2 separate regions of the Mus musculus genome follow, and region 2 is linked to region 1. Evidence: chromatin contacts called from public HiChIP or PLAC-seq data. All regions are on one chromosome and are shown on one strand. Each heading gives the region's core, a stretch centred on a gene start, on an enhancer-like site or on the middle of the called end of the contact. The rest is flanking DNA. Distances are from core to core; before and after follow the strand shown. Region 1 overlaps Lmbrd2 (LMBR1 domain containing 2). Region 2 overlaps Rai14 (retinoic acid induced 14).

Region 1 (4,249 bases), core at 1,064-3,563:
GGTATCTGGGGTTCATGATAGAACAATCTGGGCCCCAAAGAGCTTGTGTAACCTTTCTCCTCTAGTTCTGCCACTTGTAACACCTGTAACTTAGTCTCTTGGATATATATGCCAGTGGATTCCTTGGTAGACCTCCCATGGTCCCAGAACAATAATATCCTTGAGTTTCCATTTCAGCTTAGCCTTCACCTTCACTGTTTCATACAAATGGCCCTGTAGGGCCTTTGTATAGGGAATCTGACCCTGCTGCAGACTGCCTGTCCTCAGTAGCCTTCTGGAAGCTATGTAAAGCCTCTAGGGCCCTCTCACTCTTTCATCCTTCAGGCCTCTGAAACCTTTACCATGTGGATGAAACCCAGACCTTTTGGACCATAGCTGCTATGGTTTCTGTCTGTGCAGACTCTTCTTCTGGAGTAGGAAACCCCTTTAGTGGCACTCATAATTCAGACTATTTCAAATTATTTTGCATTTTCACAGAATCTTCAGTGGAGGGATTTTTGTCTTCAGATCTTCTTTCCGAGTTCCTCTAACTTTATAGTGTGCATTCTTTTCTTTACCAAACCCAGTCCATTTCTTTGTAATCTCTCACTGTGGAACTGAATAAAAGCAGTGAGCCGTTGCCATGACATAACTTGAATGCTATGCTGTCTTGAAATTTCCACCATCAAAGAAATTAGTCCACATGGATTCTCAGCAGCTATGATTATGTGTAAAAGATCAAACGGGCCAGAATCCCAGCATGAATGGGAAAGGGGCCATCTAGTCCCACCCATAGCTAGGAGCTATTTTGATAATTCATGGCTGCAGGGATAAGGGTAGTCTGTTTTCTTCAAATATATGGTCCCTGAAAGGTTACAGTACTCCCACAGATACTCCTATTTCCCTATACATACAGGAAGCACTAAGTGTACTCAGTGGGTTTAAAAAAACCAAAACGGATGAAGTTGGGTGGAAAAGTGGAAAGCATAAGGGAGGAATTAGTGTGAAAGAGGGATGGGTTTGATCAAACACATTATATGCACATGTGAAAGGAAGTTATTTATGAAACCACAGTCTTGCCTAAGTTCACATATATTGTGTTTACAGTAAATAAATAAATTAATTAATTAGAGTAGTCCATTACTTTTTAATTCAGTCTTGTCTAGCTTCTCAGGACATGAGCAGAATGCCAGAATGAAGCAAGCATGGCTTCTGTCCCAGATCCTGGTCGTACCCTTGATCACCTCCAAAACTGCATGAGTTGACCCTCCACACCTTTGTTTCACTTGGGCACTTCAGTTTATTGACCTTTTTGAGTTCTGTGGCCTGACACTATTACTGAGGCTATGGTGCTCACAAAAAGGAATCTAGCATGACAGCACTCCAGAAGACCCAACAAGCAGCTGAAAGAGTCAGATGCAGATATTTGCACCCAACCAATGGACAGAAGCAGCTGACCCCCGTTGTTGAATTAGGGAAGGCTGAAAGAAGCTGAGGAGGAGGGCGATCCTGTAGGAGGACCAGCGCTCTCAATTAATTGGGACCCCCAGAGATCTTACAAACACTGGACTACCAAACAGGCAGTATATACCAGCTGATATGAGGCCCCCAACAAACGTACAGCAGAGGACTTCCTGGTCTGTGTTCATTCAGAGATGATGTACTTAACCCTCAGGAGACTGGAGGCCCCAGGGAGTTTAGAGGTCAGGTGGGGTTGGGGGTGGTGTGGGATGTGGAGCAGACAGAGGGTGGATGGGGGCTGGGGGAATAGAATATGGAGTGTAAAAAATAAATTTAAAAAAACCCAACAATATTTACTAACAAAATAAAAATGGAAGTAATATGAAAAGAAGAAATATAAACCTTGACAGATCCTTTGTGAACTCTTTTTATTTTATTTTTTGAGATTTAATCTCTCTCTTATTTCCAGTCACTCCCACTCCCCTTTCTCTCTTTCAAATCATGACTTCTTTTTTTTTTTTTAGTTAATTGTTGTTATGAACATCTGCTGTATGTATGCGTGTAAACATATATGTTCTAAATACAGGCCACTCAGTCTGTATAATGTTATTTGTGTTTAGGTGTTGGATAACCCATTGGTATAGTCTTTCTTCCCTGGGAAGGCCCGCTCTCAGCATTCCTCAGTTGCTTGCAGTTCTTTGTCAAGACCTCTTGGGTGTTCCCCGTCCATATCAGCATGCCTGTTACTGCTGTCCTTGTTCAGCTCATGTTTATGCAGAAGCCTTAGTGAGACTTTGTGGGTGTAGCTTGTGACAAGCCTAGGAGACTCAGTCTCACAGCGACTCACTGATCCTCTGGCAGGGAGGCTCCGGCTCTTACAGTCCTTTGCCCCTGACGCCTAACCCCACAGTGATCCCCACAGTGATCCCCACAGTGATCCCTAAGCCTCAGCCGAGAGAATAGTGTTGTAAACGCATCACTTCAGACTGGGCTCTAAAACTGTGCATTTGATTCATTGTGGTTTCTATTGGGAAGAGAAGGTTCTTTGAGGAGGGTGGGAACTACACTGGTCTGTGGGTAAAAGGCAAATGGTTATTGTCATGTTCATAAGCATCATAGCTGGGTTGGACAGTTGATCACTTCCCTCCTTTGGGAGATATCATGGCATCTTCTGGTACTATGAAAGCTAGTCCTCAAGGATAAGGCTTTCAAATCAGTTCTAGCTCACGGGTTTCTGGGCCCTATGCCTTAAATGTACAGTGTTTTCAGAAATAGAGATTTTAAAGTAATAACAGTAGGCTAGCGCTGACCAACAACTCAATAAAAGGACTTCTCATACCCGTGTTGAGGTTTTTGTTAGATGTTATTTAGCTAGCTCTTGAAATAAACTTGTCAGCCCCGATGGGAGCACTTAATTTAAACTATATATGTTTATTTATACATGCTGTGTCCAAGTTGCAGGAACCTCAAAGACCACTGAGAGACTGACTTCAATGTAAACACATAAGGGTCTTTATTACAAGCTCTAGAGCAAGTTCTCTCATCATCCCTGTTGCAGTAGGTCAGAGTGAGAGCCTTGAGTCTGGGGGTGCAGAGTATTTATTGTAGTTACAGCAAGCTTGGGGAATTTCCATATGGGTCAGCAAATTAATATTTTAAAAACTACATTTCTGGCATAATCTGCAGAAACTGAACAGGTGGACAAAACCACCTGAAAAGCAGAATGGCTAAGTTATCTGTTCTCTCTGGATGTCTTAAGTTATCTATATGAACCTTGACCCTGCTGTTGTAGCCTGACTGGCTATTGCTATGGGGGGTTGCCATAGGAGGCTTACTCAGGAGGACTCTGGTTTTCTTCCTGGAATTGAAGTTTAGCCCCTGGTCTTGCACTAAATGGAGTTTCTTCAAAAATGGAATTGGCTGGGCTTTACATACACACATGTATTATAAACTTTTGAACTGTTAAATAATGCTAGCCATTGTGATATATGAAATAAGCAAACAATGGAGGGAGACATTTAGAAATCCATAGAACAGTGAAGGATGTAAATACAGCTATTTGAATACTTTATTTTATAAGTGCTCTTAATAAATTTTATTCCATGAAAAAAACTTATAATGCTAAATAATTTGAGCTGAAATTAAAATCTGGAACTTGTGTGAACTCTCATTTAAAATGTATGATTTATAGAAATCTAAATATTTTTATTTTACTGTTTTTATAGGAGGTTCGTAAAGTAAATGAGAGCATCAAGTACAACCACCCACTGAGGAAGTGTGTAGACACAATACTTAAAAAGGTAATCATGTTATATTGTTTCCGCTTTTTCTCGTGAAGTACATTTTTATATACTATTGTAAATTAATTTTTCACATAGGAAAGTGTGATTAAAGAATATATGGTTAAGGTTTTCCAGATGGATTTTCATGTAAACTTTACCATAAACAAAAGAGTAGTTTATATATAGATTTTTTTTTCTGTTCTAAGTTTAGTAGTAATTATTGGCAGCATTTTACTTTGAAATGTGAAACATTTGAATATAATTAGAATGCCCTACAATTATTGCCATGGCATAGTGATGTAGGTACATATTCACAGAACCATCGTGTCTTATCATTAATATCAAGCATATCTCCTGTAGGAAAATAAGCTAGGGTCTGAGTAATTGTTTTTAATTAACTAATTTGTTTACATCTCAAATGCTGTTCCTCTTTCTGGTCCCTCCCTCAGAGTTCCTCCCCACCAACTCCCTCTCCCTCTCCTCTGAAAGGGGGCCCCCTTAGTGCAGGAGGGCCTCGTTCCAGCCTC
Region 2 (4,249 bases), core at 532-3,031, 1.5 Mb after region 1:
GATTCCCCCACCACAGGGGAAGGAAGCACACTGGCAATAGTGAGCCTCACTGCTCTACACAAGCTTAGATAATATGAAAGGATTGTATAAAATCGTTATACAGTTTTTTTTTTTTTTTCTTTTCGGGAGGGGTATTGCTGGGAATTAAACCCAGGACTTCCATATGTTAGACAAGTGCTCTGAATGGGCTTATTCTAGCAATGAACAGTAGGCAAGGTTTTATTTAATACAGTTTGAAGATTCCAAATTTACAAATGCTAATGCCCTGTGTAAGCAGATCTATACCTTCACATAGTGCAACATATCCTGTAAGTAAAAACCCAGTTCCAGGCCTGCCATTTATCAAATATGAGACTCATGCCATAAAATTCACTTTCAATCAACATACCTACTTTCCTTCCTTCCTCCCTCCCTTCCTCCCTTCCTTCCTTCCTTCCTTCCTCCCTTCCGTCCGTCCATCCGTCCGTCCTTCCTTCCTCTGTAAAACGCTATCATTAGATGTTCATTACCTGACAGGGTCTGAACATAAATGACAAGGAGTATGCAAACTTGGCACTGTGTCTTGTGCAGGTGGTGAGCTTGTAACAGCACAACAATGTTTCTCCTTGTTGTCATGAGGAGCTGTCACCCCAGGTCTGGGAAATACCCTCATGAGAAAGTGCCTGCTGCACAGCCTTGAGGACATGTGTTTGCATCCCTAGCACCACGTAAAATCCAGACACAGCATTATGCATGAATAACCCCAGCACGGGAATATGGGGAACACAGGAGGAGTTTGGGAGCTCGCTGGTCAATCAACCTCATCAATCAGGCACACTCTGGGTTTAGTGGGAAACCCTGTCTCAAAAATGAATAAATAAGGTGTAGACACTTAATGTCCTAGTCTTCACATGTGTGGGTGTGAGCATGTATGTACGTACACACACACACACACACACACACACACATACACACACACACACACACACACACGGAGGATAAAATTTTTTTAAATGTGGGGGCAGCAGTGAGGGCTCAAAGGAAGGTAAAGAATGCTTTCTGTGGGATCCAAGTTCAATTCCCAGCGCAGACATCAGGTTGCTTACAACCACACTCCAGCCCTAAGGCATCCAACTCTCTATTCACACACACACACACACACACACACACACACACACACACACACACACACATAACATTTTAAAAGAAATATTTACTCTCATTTCTGTGCATTAGGCTGGAACACTCACGGGAATACTGTCATGCCCTTCCCTCCTTCTGAGACACTGAGCGTCATCCACAAGATGAAGGGATGAGGCCTCTTAACTGCATGTACTCAGTGGGAAAAGGCAGGAGCTTAGAAAACCTATTCTAGAACAGAAATGCATTACAGGTTGAATGGTGTAATGTCCAGAATATTTATGTAGACGTGCTAAAACCTCCACATCACAATGTTATCTTACTTAGATTAAGAGGTAGATTTAAGGAAAAAAAGAAGGAAAAGAAAGCCTACATGTTATTGTAGTTTAAAATGAGGTCAATGGAATTGGCCCTAATCCAATACAACTGGCCCTAATCTAATATGTATCCTTATAAAACCTAGGAATGTGGACACATACATGCACACAGAGAGAAAATAAAGCAAAGACGAAGTCTAGAATTGGGGTAACATGGCCACAAGCCCAAGTTCCCAGTAAACACCTAGAATCCTGGAGAGGCATGCAACAGGCTCTCCCACACAGGCCTCTGCACACCAGCCCTACCACAGTTCCAGCCTCTGGACCCAAGAGACAATAAATTCCTGTTGTTTAGGCCACCCAGCTTGTAGCGCCTTGTTATGGCACCTGGCCAATTAACACAAGGTGAGATCAGGCAGCAAGCCGATTCTCTGTTTCAAAAGGGCTGACAAGACCTGGAAAGTATGCAGCCTGAGAAGAGCCTACCCAAGTCCTCTCGGGTCTCCTGTCTCCACCCAACGGTCTCTTCTCTCATACCTTTTAAAGCTACATGTCTACAAAGAGATTAGCTTGAGACTGGCCAAGGCCTGTATAGCTACAGAGTGCAGTTTTAAATACTCCCGGCGTGTGCACACGTTCATACAATGAATGACTCAGGCATCTGTAAGGACTTATTATAAATGACTAAAAACTCCTTGGGAAAAAAAAAAAAAAACACCTTGGCAGCGATGTCAGTTTTCGACCTTCATGTGAACCATTATCTCAACAGGCAACAGATTCGGATCCTGACTGAGCAGGATATGTCTGGTTCCTCAAGATTCAGGGGGTGTGGGCATTTCCTTGGCTCAAGGCTGCAGTCTCCGGGAGCTGCTACATCAAGGTATGCCATCTACTTAGTCTTTTCCAATGCAGTCCCTTTAAACTGGCTGCTCTGATTTTTCTCCACGCTATGTCCGCTGCGAGTTCCTAAGTCTAACAGAACACATACCTGGGAATAAAACTTTCACAAAAGCAAACGCACACCCACAGAGTAAGGGCTAACTCACTCGGCCACTTCTCAAGGCTTGTTCCAAAGGTCTTTCAATCCCATGTCCCATCCTCATAGCCACACCCCAAGTTGGGATGCTTGTCCGGGTTCCTCCAGCCTTACTGTGTCTACTGTCAAGGGCAAATGTTAAGATCCCACATGCTGAGCCTCGGCTCCCCCACAGCCCCAGCTTCATCATTTCCACACATGCCAATCCCCTTGGTTGAAATGCCACCTTTCCAGAGCTCCCAAAACTCTCCGACTCACAGTGTCCCAGAGCATCTGCCACCAGGCTTCCCAGCCTGAGAGTCAGTCCCCACAGCTAGCCCTGGTTTTCTGGCAGAGCCAGCTAGACTCACCTCGAAGGCCCATTTGGCATCCGTGCTCTATGTTTGCTTTGTCCTGAGTATTTGAGGCTCATGTTGACCACTCTCTTCCTCCCTAGGCTCGTCAGCTTCTTGGAGTGGGGGTTGGGGATGTGGGAGACAGATTCCCGGCATAGCCAAGGCTAGCCTTGAACTCCCCAGTCCTAGGTTTATCACAGCCAAGGCTGGCCTTCAACTCCCAGTCCTCTTGCTTCCACTTTCCTTGTGTTGGCCAGGTTTGTACCATCACACTCTTGTTTTCAGACAAAAACAAAACAAACAACCCTCCCCCCTGTAAAAAAAAAAAAACCTCTACAGTTTGCATTACTTGTGTGTCTGCCTCTCTAGTGACTTGCTCATGTGTAAGGAAGTCCCAAATGAAGTTACTACTACACACTGAAAAATAGCTTCTACTACAAAAGCACCGCCTTGGCCTCCATAGAGTATAGCATCCCAAGTATAGGTAGGAGTCTGTCTAACCACAGCCTACAGCGTCATACTGAATCCCCAGAGCTTACAAATAAGCCTGCCCTAGTCAGGGACCCAAACTGAAGCAGCTTCCAGAAAGCACCACCCTGACTGAACCTCCACCTGCACAAAGGTCCTGGAGTAGCACAGCCGCCTGAAGGCCACCCATGGAGAACTCCTTGAGGGCACCATCACCCTCCTTGCTTACTCCAGAGACTTCTCAATAGCCACAAGGTGACCTGGCTGCAGCCCTCCCACGCACAGCACAGCCTGGCTGAAACGCGATCACATTAGTGGGTCACCTGTCTTCTCTTTATGTAATCCTGAACCTGATCTGCCATCCTGGGCTCCCTACCCTTGGAAACACAATGAACTCTTTCTTCCCTTTCTGTTTCACACAAAGACAAGCAGGACCGTGGGGCGTCTGAGGCCGCAGGACACTCAGACACCACACGCACGCAAGCTTCAGTAAAGATTACAGTTGGGCTCATTTAAATGAACACCATCGTTGGTAAACCTGTTTTCTGGTCAATACGCAACCAGTGATACATATGGCAGGTACCAAATACAAGTGAAAGGCATGCTCGTAAAAGCGACCTCTCCCAGGTCCCTTCTTCAGAGGCTCCCTGCATCTTTCGTCTTTATAATCTGTAAGTTCCTTAGCAGAATAAAGAAGTACAGACCAACTAGCATCTAAGCATCAGGCCCCGGAGATGTGTGTCAGGCCTCCAATAAACAGCATGTCTACCAAGCCTCAATCCCAGTTCAGAGTCACTACCATCTCATAAACCAAAATCTCCATCCCAAGCCCCTTTCTTCAGGAAACCTAGACTTCCAACACCTCGCTGCAAAAACTGGTTCCACAACGTAGAAATGGCTGCACGTCTCCGGGACCTCAGTTCTTTAATCTGAAAAACCAGGGAGACCTATCCCATGAGGCTGGTGGCAAGGAC

What was found. HiChIP or PLAC-seq counts read pairs in DNA pulled down with a chosen protein or histone mark.
Region 2: a contact with region 1 is called in an H3K27ac HiChIP or PLAC-seq map of embryonic stem cells, with 2.6 times the contacts expected there. The contact joins two enhancer-like sites. A contact is called at or near these places in 1 of 115 datasets of contacts at active chromatin or transcription factors (embryonic stem cells) and 1 of 9 other capture datasets (liver).

The regions. Positions count from the first base shown.
Region 1 is chr15:9,162,123-9,166,371 of GRCm38.p6, forward strand. Lmbrd2 (LMBR1 domain containing 2) reads left to right here. Exons shown (of 18, transcript NM_177178.3): 7 at 3,666-3,740. Among named protein-coding and RNA genes, the nearest start is that of Lmbrd2, 24 kb to the left of the region's middle. Within about 2 kb of position 2,314, at least 14 of the 459 cell types and tissues checked have an H3K27ac peak or open chromatin away from gene starts, as enhancers often do. A contact at or near this core is called in embryonic stem cells, where this site is marked.
Region 2 is chr15:10,684,025-10,688,273 of GRCm38.p6, forward strand. All of the region lies in intron 2 of Rai14 (retinoic acid induced 14), which reads right to left. Among named protein-coding and RNA genes, the nearest start is that of Gm52214, 23 kb to the right of the region's middle. Within about 2 kb of position 1,782, at least 48 of the 459 cell types and tissues checked have an H3K27ac peak or open chromatin away from gene starts, as enhancers often do. A contact at or near this core is called in embryonic stem cells, where this site is marked.